3 separate regions of the Mus musculus genome follow, and regions 1 and 2 are each linked to region 3. The links are chromatin contacts, called in public Hi-C maps. All regions are on one chromosome and are shown on one strand. The core of a region is the stretch at or near the end of the contact, and the rest is flanking DNA. Distances in the headings are between cores, read along the strand shown. Region 1 has its middle 52 kb from the start of Mboat1. Region 2 has its middle 27 kb from the start of Mboat1. Region 3 has its middle 24 kb from the start of Gm40863.

Region 1 (3,676 bases), core at 194-2,693, 170 kb after region 3:
TTGAGTTCCTGCACTGACATCCTCCAGTGGTGACCAGCAATGTAGATGTACAAGCTAAGGAAACCCTTTCTTCCCCAGCTTGCTTTTTGGCCATGGCAACAACATCGCAGCAACAGAAACCCTAACAAAGACAAGTGTGATCTATAGTACGACAACAGTGCTTCAGTGGATGGTCTCACACCCGCTCACATATGGGCAGCACAAATAGTAATCAGTGGGCTAGAAAAGAGGGGATACGAAATTAGGTAGGAGTGGGTCTGGGGGGTCCAGGTGGAGGAAGGGAGGTGGATGTTATTGATTGAATGTTATATACATGTATGAACTTTTCAATAATAAAAACATTATATAGTATATATTATATATGTATATATTGTATGTGTTTATATTATATATGTATATACATGCATATATATTATATATATATGTGTGTGTGTATATAGAGACATTGTCCCTTGCTTAAGTAAAATTTAAGTGACACCCATTAAATAAGCTCAGCTGTAGCTAGGACCATAGGTTTACATTTCCAAGAGACATTATACACAGTGTCTGTGCATGAGAGACCCTGTAGAAGAGTTGATACAAATGCCGTTCCTCTGTCAGCTTTATACTTTCTCTTTAACATCAAGGCAGCGCTTCTCAACCTTCCTGATTCTGTGACCCTTTAACACAGTTCCTCATGGTGTGGTGATTCCCAAACATAAAATTATTTTTGTTGCTACTCCATAACTGTAACTATGCTACTGTTGTGAATCATAATGTAAATAGCTGACATACAGGATATCTGATGTTCGACCTCTCCTAAGGTTTAGAACCTTAAAACTTAAAGCAACTGCTAAGTGAGAGAATTTACAATCTCAAGCCTGTTATTTCTCAGGCGTAACTATGTATCTATCATCCTTTGGCATTTTGTCCATTTGTTTATTATGTAGCCCTGGTTAGGCCCGAACTTGAGATCCTCCAAGTGCTGAGATTAGACACCAGCCTGTGCTACCACTCTCCACCTCCAGGTTTCTGTTTGGTTTTACCTTGTATTTTTAAGGAAAGAAAAACAAACAAACAAACAAACAAAACAAACAAAAACTATCGCAGCCATTTGGTGGAGTGAAGTTAAAAGCGTGGATGAGAAGAAATCCCTTTAGCCTTCTTGATTTTCTTCTATTCACATTTTCTTACAACCCTCTGTAAAGCAGGAAGAGGAAAATAATTACGACTAAAATTGGCCACAGTAACAGCAGTTGCCACAAAAATAAACAGTCAAAAATACAATATAGAAACAACAGCAATATATTTGTCCTTGTGTTTACAGAACATTACAGACTCCCCGAGAAGAAGAGGGGAGCAAGGAAATCTTCACCAGGGAGATCCCAGAATATTCTAGACCACGCGGGGCTGGGCTCTCTCACAAAGAACCTTGGAGCTAGGCGTGCATCCTCACGATCCACCACAAGAGGGCGGTCATCAAAAGCGAGTGAAAGGTCACCCTGCCCTCCGCAGACACCGGAAGAGTAAGTCCCGCCTAAGGGGGTTGAGACTATTTTTATAATCAGAAGCTGCTGACAGAGTTAGGAAAACATGATCCAAATTAAGATTTTCTTCCAACCATTTTGGGGTTGTTAATCCCATCTCAACAATTAATTCCTAGAGATTTATTAGCAGTAATAATAAATTGTCCCATCTGCAGGGCAAAACAGAAACCAAATTAATTACTTACATGAAGAGATGTTAGTAATTTGCTAACATTAGGTAGATTTTATTTTAGGTACATTTTACCCAAAATATGGGATAAGGGAAATTCAGCCTGCATTCACCTTTTTTAAAGATGTGAATTTAAACGGAATCTAATTACTGAGAAATGAAAAACTTGAGTATAATTCTCACTTGTATTACTCTATAAAAGCCCTTTCCTCGCCTCTATGTTTTTCTGTGTCTTGCCAGGTTTTTCATGGAGAATGTACTCCTTAAAATGGCTTCCTCTGACACAGTTAGCTAAGGATTTAGACCTGCCGATCCAAAACCATCTGGCTTCCAAGTGCCAGCCAGTCCCCAGTAGCTTGCTCATTCTTGCTTTCTGGGATCCATATTTCTGAGTTGAGAAGTATTTTCGTGTCTGGACCATGGTACCACTTTTTTACTAGTTTTATAGGCAACCTTGGTTCCTCCTAACCTGTCTGTGGTCCTGTTTCCTTCTTTCTGAAATGGCAAACAAGAATTGTCTTACTTCATCAAGGGACGGTAACTATTTGACGTTGCTTGGTGTGTCAGGGTCCGGGATCTGCTCTGTGAATGCTAATCAGAGCCATTATTAGTGAGTTTTCAAATATCTGCTGAGCACCTACTATCTGTCCATGCACAAAATAACCAATGGTTCCTAACATGGTGGGCTTGCATTCTAGCGAGGAGGTGACAGTAAACAGCAGGCATTCCAGGCAGTCAAGAATGCTTTGAAGCAAGAAGATAAGCACTATGGGAAAGAACGTAGAGCAGGATATGGAGGCTTGCGGGGACTGATAATGGTTAGGCTTGCGAGGACTGATAATGGGTTTCGGGTTTTTTTGGTTTGTTTTTTTAGGGTACTTGGGTAGACCTCATTTAGAAGGAATGGCTTACATACAGAAGTTGGGGGCGTGGGTGTACCACACAGCTCTGTTGGAAAGAACACCCCAACCCTTTCTAGTGTTTTAAGATTTATAGATTTACCCACTTCCCTCCACCGTCCCCACTGTCATGACATAGACACAGATTAAGGCCTGGGCCCAAGACTAAAACTGTGAACTGCCCAGCTTTCTGAGTAACAAATGTCTGAAAATTCTGCGCAACCTGAGGAGCTCTTGTCTTCAGTCAACCACAATTTGTCCTACAGTGTGTGCTTAATCTGCCAGGCAGGATCCAGATCCTACAACCCTCCATCTCTGTTGTCAGCATCATTGCTCAGAGGCCAGTCTCTTCATCTCCTTCTTCATACGCCCCAGCTATATAATCTAAAAAACACAAAACCTTTGGAAGATGTAGAATCATTACTCATGTCCATAGACAACTCAAGATTGTCTTAAACTTCTTTTAATGATTTCCAAAATGCTTAACACAATTAATGATACACATATACACTTAATCCCTGTTGAATTGATGGGAAACCACGTTTGAAGGAAAATAGTGAAACTTGTAATGTCAGTTTCTCCCATCTGAAGGCCCTTGTTGATATTTTATAAACTATACAATATAATTTATGTGCAATGAGTTTGCTCTTTGCTGTATGCACATCTCTGAATATATGTATGTATGTATATATATATATATATATATATATATATACATACATATATATGTGTGTGTGTTTGTGATATATATATGTGACTACTGTCCTGATCAGGACATAGAACAGTATGTGACTAAACGTGTTTCCATGTCCCTTGGCAGCCATGGGACCTCCTTGGACCCCCAGGAACCACTGATTTGCTTTCTGTCCCTGGAGCATTCTCTTTTTTCTCTAGAGGGAATAATCTGGTGCAGAAGTCTGGCTTTTTTCACTTAGCATAATACAAATGAGGATGAGAAGTTTGTCCTTGTTGTGCATATGAGTAGTTCGTTCCTTTTGCCAAGTGGCATGCTAAGATGCATGGATAGATTGCAGAGTTTATCCTTTCAACAGCCAGATGACATTTGGAATTTGGGCTGTTTC
Region 2 (3,295 bases), core at 795-3,294, 150 kb after region 3:
AATGACACCTAATGACATTTTGGTATACTCATAGAGCCGTGCCTTAAGTTCAGCCATCGTCAGAGAAGCTTTCTCCTGCAGCAGATGGGAGCAAACACTCACAGCCAGACACTATGCTAAGAGAGACCTTGGAACCCTCAGCCCTAAATAGGATGTCTCCATCAAATCCTCCCTTCATGGCTCAGGGAACCCTGCAGAAGAGGAGACCAGGGGGGATGGAGGACCCCAAGGAAACAAGACCTTGCAAACACAACATGACCAACACACCTATGAGCTCACAGAGACTGAGGCGGCGTACGCAGGGCCTGCAGTAATCTGCACCAGATGGGGGTCCTAGAGCTGAGACGAGAAGTGGACACACATACCCATCCCTAATCCACTAACATATCTGATAGGCAGAACACCACTTTAGATGGAAGGATTGGCAGTTAGTGTTTATTTTTCTCCTTAGGTCGTAAAAAATACCAAAATTCTTCCAGTACCAAGAACACTTACCCATAGGGATGAAGGCTCTGGATAGGCACCAGCTTAATTTCGGGTAGGCGTTGTCTTCAGCAATACAGCTTTGCCATCAATTTGTATAAAACATGGGACTCCTTTGGCCAACAATTCAATGAGATGTAACCAATTTCTAGCATTGGAAGCTTCATTTAGTGACAAGAGATGTCTGGCTGGGCCTGTGTCTCCCCCTTTATTTGGCAATTTCATTTAGATTGCCTTTAAATATGTATTTATTTGTGAAGCTTCTACCATATTAAATTTCCATACAATCCCTCAAATGGCCCTTAATTTTAAGTGACTCTCCCCATATTCCTTCCCAGGTCCCTCTTTTCCACTTAATCCTCCAGTTCTAGCCCCTTCTCTGCCTGATCCTCCAGTTCTAGATAAGGGAAAACATATCGTATTTGATACCATATTTGTCTCTCCAGGTCTGGGTTATCTCACTCAGGATAATTTTTTTTCTAAATCTATTCATGATTTCATTTTTCTTAACAACTGAATAGCATTCCACATTGAGTCACATTGCTTCAGCACTTGAAGTATATTTGTATTTGTGTTCTATGCACTTCTTATCTATTGCAACTAGAGCCGCAATGAATGTAGCCAGGCAAGGATCGATGAAGTAGGATATCTGGCCTGTGACTTAGGGTGAGACCAGACTGGCCGAAAACTCACAGAGACCTGTGTGCCTCCGCCTCCTGCCTCTGCCTCTGCCTCTGCCTCTGCCTCTGCCTCTCTGCCTCTGCCTCTGCCTCTGCCTCTGCCTCTGCCTCTGCCTCTGCCTCTGCCTCTGCCTCTGCCTCTGCCTCTGCCTCTGCCTCTGCCTCTGCCTCTGCCTCTGCCTCTGCCTCTGCCTCTGCCTCTGCCTCTGCCTCTGCCTCTGCCTCCTAGGTGCTGGGATTAAAGCATATATCACCATGCCTGGCCCTCTCTTGACTGGTTTATAGTTTGCAGTACTTTTGAGTATGGTTCCACTCTGTGCTTATATATATATAATTTATATTTATATATATGTATATATACCACATTTTATTTATATTTATTTAATATATATCTATAAAGACAACCTAGTGGCATTCAGATAATTCAGATAAAAGCTTTTAATTGCCTTCCTACACAGTGTCATTGAGTGTGCCCACAGCATATTTTTGCTGAATCAATAAATGAATAATGCTTTAGTGGGTGTCTGCCAAAGGTTCTGAGAATAAGATCCCACATTCCTTTCTAGGTTTGGTTTCTTATAGAAGCTAACTTTTTTTCACCCAAGTTGGCTTTGAGTCACTGATATGATTCATAAACTTAAAAACAGGTTGAACCTGAAATCACCCTGCAGGAAATGAGCTAAGGAACATAGATTGAATGGGAGAGGCTTGGGAGAAGAAGGGGGAGGAGGGGAGAGGAGGGCGAAGGAACTCCTTCTAAGTTCCTAGTATGATATGAGGAAATGTCAACAGCAGTTTTGTTCTCATTACCCCAGTTACCTTGTTTGAAATAGTTAAATCAAGTGCAAAGCCTTCAGTACTCAAAAGGCACATTTCTCAGGTGTGGCTCACCTCGAGCTCCACCCCCAGATGAGTCACTATACAGAGGCTAGCAGGGAGTGATCTGTCCTTGAGCCCTCCCGCACTCATACACAAAATCATTAATAACAGATGGGGAAAGATAGATGGACGGATGGATGGATGGATGGGTGGGTGGGTGGATGGGTGGGTGGGTGGGTGGATGGATGGATGGATGGATGTGGGTGGGTGGATGGATGGGTGAGTGGGTGAGTGGGTGGATCATCACTAGAGGGGAGATGAATCTATCTCAGCTGGCCCTGCTGGAATCTTTAAATGGGGAGAGAAGGCAGAGAAGGAGAAGTCATGAGCACCTTGTCAAAGGGTTCAGAGTCAAGTAAGGTGGTAATCGTGCGTTTGAAGACATCCTAGAAGAAAGCATGGTCTCAGGGCCCTGCTTTAGTGTTTTCTCTGCAACCCAAGCTTCTGGTAACATCTGGCACCTTCCTAGGAAGTCTTTTGCCTTTTGCTACCTATTTCACTGTGGGTGATGGCACATCCAGAAGCCCATAAAGGTAGTCAAGCTAGAAACGTGAACAGTTCACTCTGGAAAAAGATAACAGTTCAACATTCGGAGGATAGTTTCAGCCCTTAATGCTAGCTCATGGAGGCTTCTGGGCCCTGCCTTATAGGGTGGGTAAGATGTCCAACCCATAACCTCATGCTTTAGAGGATTAATTCTCCCTCTCCTGTACACACACACTGATTACTCTTACCTCTAAATCTTACTGCAGCTACCCAAGATTCCTCTTCTCAAATGACTCTGAGCCTTCTTCTGGTTCAGTCTTACATTGGTGTCTTCTCTGTGTCTAACTGGAGTATCTACCCCAACCTGTAAGGTACAGGCATCTGTGAGCAGCTGTTAGCAGATGGATAGAGCTTTGCAAGGCTAGGCTGTTCCTATAGATCCCAGGTGCCACAGGGACTCCTTGAGTACAGGAGTAGCAGGCAACTAGATCACCTATCCTCAGATGACCACAAGCCCATGGGCAGCAGCATTAAGTAATTTCAAAATGTGAAATCAGATTTCACCTTTTGGGTGACAAGAAAGTATTCTTATCAATAGACCATAAACAAGATATGGGTATTTGGTGTAGTGTTTGCCCAGTATGCATAAAACCTTGGATTCCATCTCCAGTGCCCCATAAACTAGGCGTCATGACTCATACCTACACTCCCAACCCTCAGGAAGCAAACACAGAAGGATTAGGAGTTCAAGGTTATCCCAAACTACA
Region 3 (3,580 bases), core at 455-2,954:
AAGCCTGCATTTCCCTCCAGAAACCAGTCACCCAAAATGAATTACCTAGAAAACATACCGCTTTCCACAAAGTTGCAGACCCAAATAAGTGAGCTAGCACTAACAACCACAGACTGGGGAGGGCCCTCCTGGAAGGAAGAGGCTCGGAGTGGGACACAAAGTAACAAATTATAAAAGGATAAAACACAAGCAACTTGTGGCCATCTTACCTCTCCCTCTTACAGGTCAGAACAACAGAATCTCATGATGTATTTAAACTATACAATCACTGCAGAAATCTTTGAATCAGTTCCTCAAACTATCTCATTTAACCCTCACATGAGTTACTGACTCACCTAACAGGAAGGGTACAGAGAGGCTGTTCAAGTTCTCCAAGGTCACACAGCAAACTCAAAGCATAAACCTTAACCTGTAGCTGGTGCCACCTCCAGTGCGTCTGGTATTTTAGGTCTACCCACCATCCTGTTTTTATTTGTAACTAACGAAGGAAGAGGCGACTGGGGGGGGGGTCATCATTTTTTCAGCATTTCACTAGCAGTTACAGTTCAAAAGGGGCAGCAGAGAGGTTAAAGAGTGTCCAAGCCATAAAGGAACGCTGGGCTGGCAATTCAACAAGAGCCATCGAAATTACTGCAAATGGCCACAAGAGGTCGCTACTTCACACCGCTTCAGAGAAATCGCATTCAAGCAATGATTGGTAGCTGGCCTGTGCTGAGATAGGTCATAAGCAGGAGAGGTACTCTGGGATTGCTTCCTCTCAAACCTACACTGCAAGGTGTAGATTTTAAGTTAGGCTGAGGGCCAGCCAAGGGGATGGCTCAGAAGGATAGAAGTGCTTTCCTTTAAAAAAGACTTGTTTTGGGAGCTGGAGAGGTGGCTCAGGGGTCAGGAGTGTTTGCTATTCTTGCCAAAGAGCTGGATTCTGTTCCAAGCACCTGCATGGCGGCTCAAAGCTATCTCTACCTCCAGTTTCAAACCTTCTTCTGGCTTCTTGGGCAAGGTGAACACACGTGGTGCACATGCAGGCAAACATTCATATACATAAAATAAAAATATAAAGATTTACATTCTGTGTGTGTGTGTGTGTGTGTGCACACGCGCGCGCATGCACATACCTTCAGACGCCTGTAAAGGGTTTCTGATCTTCTAAAGCTAGCATTACAGATGGTTGTGAATTACATTGCATGGTGTGAGTGCTAGAAACCAATCCTCTTGAAAGAGCAGCGAGAGTTCTTATCGGTCCAACCATCTCTCCACCCCAAACCCGCAATATACAGAATTCTCCTTACCCAAGTACTCAGAACTCACACAAAGGTAGAAGGAGAGAACCGAGTCTACAGAGTTGTACTCTGATCTCCATACATACTACATGGCACATGCAAGACACCACACACACACACACACACACACACACACACACACACACACTGAAGCTTAGAAGCTAGGAAACCATTAACCATTAACCATTAAGAATCTCTCACTCCTCTTTCCCAGGCCGCTTTGTGAAAGCAAAAGCCAGTGTAGTCCCAAGTGCAGGGGAAACTGAGGCAGGAGCATTCTCGTGCCCAGGAAAGTCAAGGCAGCTGGGGCAACAGGAGCCCCTGTTTCAAATCAAAACTAAGTTTGCCACACCACTGCCCTGGGTCCGCTCTCACACACACTTGGTACTTTGAAGCACTTCCTCCTCACTCCTTGTTGTTGTTCTCCGACAGTAGCTGCTTCGGACTCACAGGAAGCTGATTCAGCAAAGTCCCAAAGGCAGCATGTCTGGGTTTAACTGCTCTCTTCTGGGAATACTATTCGCGCTTTCTGCTGTAATTGAAGACCACACTGCCGCTGTGAGTGTATGTGTCACATGCACGTTAGCCTTTAGAGCCGGCTATGGCCTTTGCTTACCGGTATGGGTGAGGGGTTACCATTAGAACCCAATTTGCATCTGGGGACATAGCTCAGTAGTGGAGTTCCCGTGGCCTGCAGGAAGCCGTGGATTCCATCCCCAGCACCGCATACACTAGCACTATAATCCCAGCACGAAGGAAGTGGAGGCAGGAGGATCAAAAGCTTAAAATCATCCTTGTCCAGGTAAGAGATCGGCCAGGCAACGTTATGTGTGTGTGTCTTTGTCTTCGTAAAGAAAGAAAGGGGTAGGGGGAAGGCCCCCAGTTTGCAAATCACTGTTTCGAGTTCTTAGAAGTGAGGTGTTTTTTTTTTTTTTCATCCAATTTTTTTATTAGATATTTTCTTCATTTATATTTCAAATGCTATCCCGGAAGTCCCTTATACCCTCCCCCCGCCGTGCTTCCCTACCCACCCACTCCCACTTCTTGGCCCTGGCGTTACCCTGTACTGGGGCTTATAAAGTTTGCAAGACCAAGGGGCATCTCTTCCCAATGATGGCCGACTAGGCCATCTTCTGCTACATATGCAGCTAGAAACACGAGCGTACTGGTTAGTTCATATTGTTGTTCCACCTATAGGGTTTTTAAAGGACGGCATTATGTTATGCAGCCCCTCAGAGTTTCCCCTTCAGCTTTGTTGACCAGTGATAAAATATGACCATGAAAATTAATTGTACATACTTTGGACCGCTGGATTCTACTAGTGTCAAAATATGTTTATAGGTTGTCAGTTTAATTTTGTTTTGATCTTTGAGAGAAAGTCGCACTGCATAACCCCAGCTGGCCTTGAATATAAGCTGAAGGTTTGCAATAGGTTATTAGTATTCTCTGCTGAGGCTCTTTTCTCTAATGTTTTTATTGAAACGATGAATTACTAATCATTCTCTCAGCACCTGGTTGGTTTGGAGGTAGTGGATTAAAAGGCCTGCTTTGCCCTGAGGGTCCATTTTCCCTGTACAAATGCACCTGCCTGTTGAGAGAGCAAATAAACAGCCCATTTCTGCTTGGGGCAACTGGATGACTCCGGGAAGCTCCGTCCCCAAGTGGTGATGGCCAGTAAGCTATAGTTAAACAGCGAAGGCTTGTGATTGACTGACCCTGCCAAAAGTCAGCACATAGTAGGCCCACTGAAGCCAGGCAGTTCTTTCAGCAACCTCTGCTTCCACTCTCTATCATGCTCACTGGAGCAGAAATGGATGGGAGATCCCTCGGCATGAGATGTCCCTACAAGCTCGGGGTGTGTCAGACTTCTGTAAAAAGAAATGTGTCTCCAAAGGCACAGACAAAAATAAAAACTAAAATAATAAAATGAAAACCTAGAAGTACGGTAAAATGCTGGCTGGCCTTGAGGCAAACGGTGCTTTAACATCTGTATTTTCTATTTTTTTTTCTAGAATTAATTTTCAATAAATGAACCATTAATCAAGTGCTCAAACATCAGGGAATTATTTCTTGAACCCATGAAAATCTCATTTACACGCTTCACGTGCTGGCCGTGGCCCCATCGCGCCTGTGCTCACTTGTTACACACACAATAACACACAAAATGAATAAAGCTAACTTTAAAAATACTCAGGAAGTTATAGAGTAACATGCAGAAAGGCTTATAATGTGGCATATCTGCCGCAAGCTGACATCCAGATTCCACATGGAGAACTGTCAGAGTGATAACCGCAGAAAAC

Evidence for each region. Hi-C and Micro-C count contacts between places; a contact is called where the count stands out from the background.
Region 1: a Hi-C map of CD8 T cells shows a contact between it and region 3, with 6 times the contacts expected there. The contact joins two enhancer-like sites. A contact is called at or near these places in 10 of 39 promoter capture datasets (the 3T3-L1 cell line, the C10 cell line, embryonic stem cells and 4 more), 10 of 15 datasets of contacts at CTCF or cohesin (CD8 T cells, the G1E-ER4 cell line, the NIH/3T3 cell line and 6 more), 312 of 484 Hi-C or Micro-C datasets (the 3T3-L1 cell line, 3T3-L1-derived adipocytes, the 4T1 cell line and 151 more), 52 of 115 datasets of contacts at active chromatin or transcription factors (CD4 single positive thymocytes, CD8 T cells, the SCID.adh cell line and 31 more) and 4 of 9 other capture datasets (adipose tissue, embryonic stem cells, embryonic tail and 1 more).
Region 2: a Hi-C map of CD8 T cells shows a contact between it and region 3, with 4 times the contacts expected there. The contact joins two enhancer-like sites. A contact is called at or near these places in 10 of 39 promoter capture datasets (the 3T3-L1 cell line, the C10 cell line, embryonic stem cells and 4 more), 10 of 15 datasets of contacts at CTCF or cohesin (CD8 T cells, the G1E-ER4 cell line, the NIH/3T3 cell line and 6 more), 315 of 484 Hi-C or Micro-C datasets (the 3T3-L1 cell line, 3T3-L1-derived adipocytes, the 4T1 cell line and 150 more), 48 of 115 datasets of contacts at active chromatin or transcription factors (CD4 T cells, CD4 single positive thymocytes, CD8 T cells and 31 more) and 4 of 9 other capture datasets (adipose tissue, embryonic stem cells, embryonic tail and 1 more).

The regions. Positions count from the first base shown.
Region 1 is chr13:30,082,963-30,086,638 of GRCm38.p6, reverse strand. No RefSeq gene overlaps it. Among named protein-coding and RNA genes, the nearest start is that of Mboat1, 52 kb to the left of the region's middle. Within about 2 kb of position 1,443, at least 92 of the 459 cell types and tissues checked have an H3K27ac peak or open chromatin away from gene starts, as enhancers often do. A contact at or near this core is called in the Ba/F3 cell line, CD8 T cells, the SCID.adh cell line and 6 more, where this site is marked.
Region 2 is chr13:30,107,955-30,111,249 of GRCm38.p6, reverse strand. No RefSeq gene overlaps it. Among named protein-coding and RNA genes, the nearest start is that of Mboat1, 27 kb to the left of the region's middle. Within about 2 kb of position 2,044, at least 42 of the 459 cell types and tissues checked have an H3K27ac peak or open chromatin away from gene starts, as enhancers often do. A contact at or near this core is called in CD8 T cells, where this site is marked.
Region 3 is chr13:30,257,190-30,260,769 of GRCm38.p6, reverse strand. No RefSeq gene overlaps it. Among named protein-coding and RNA genes, the nearest start is that of Gm40863, 24 kb to the right of the region's middle. Within about 2 kb of position 1,704, at least 31 of the 459 cell types and tissues checked have an H3K27ac peak or open chromatin away from gene starts, as enhancers often do. A contact at or near this core is called in the Ba/F3 cell line, CD8 T cells, the SCID.adh cell line and 6 more, where this site is marked.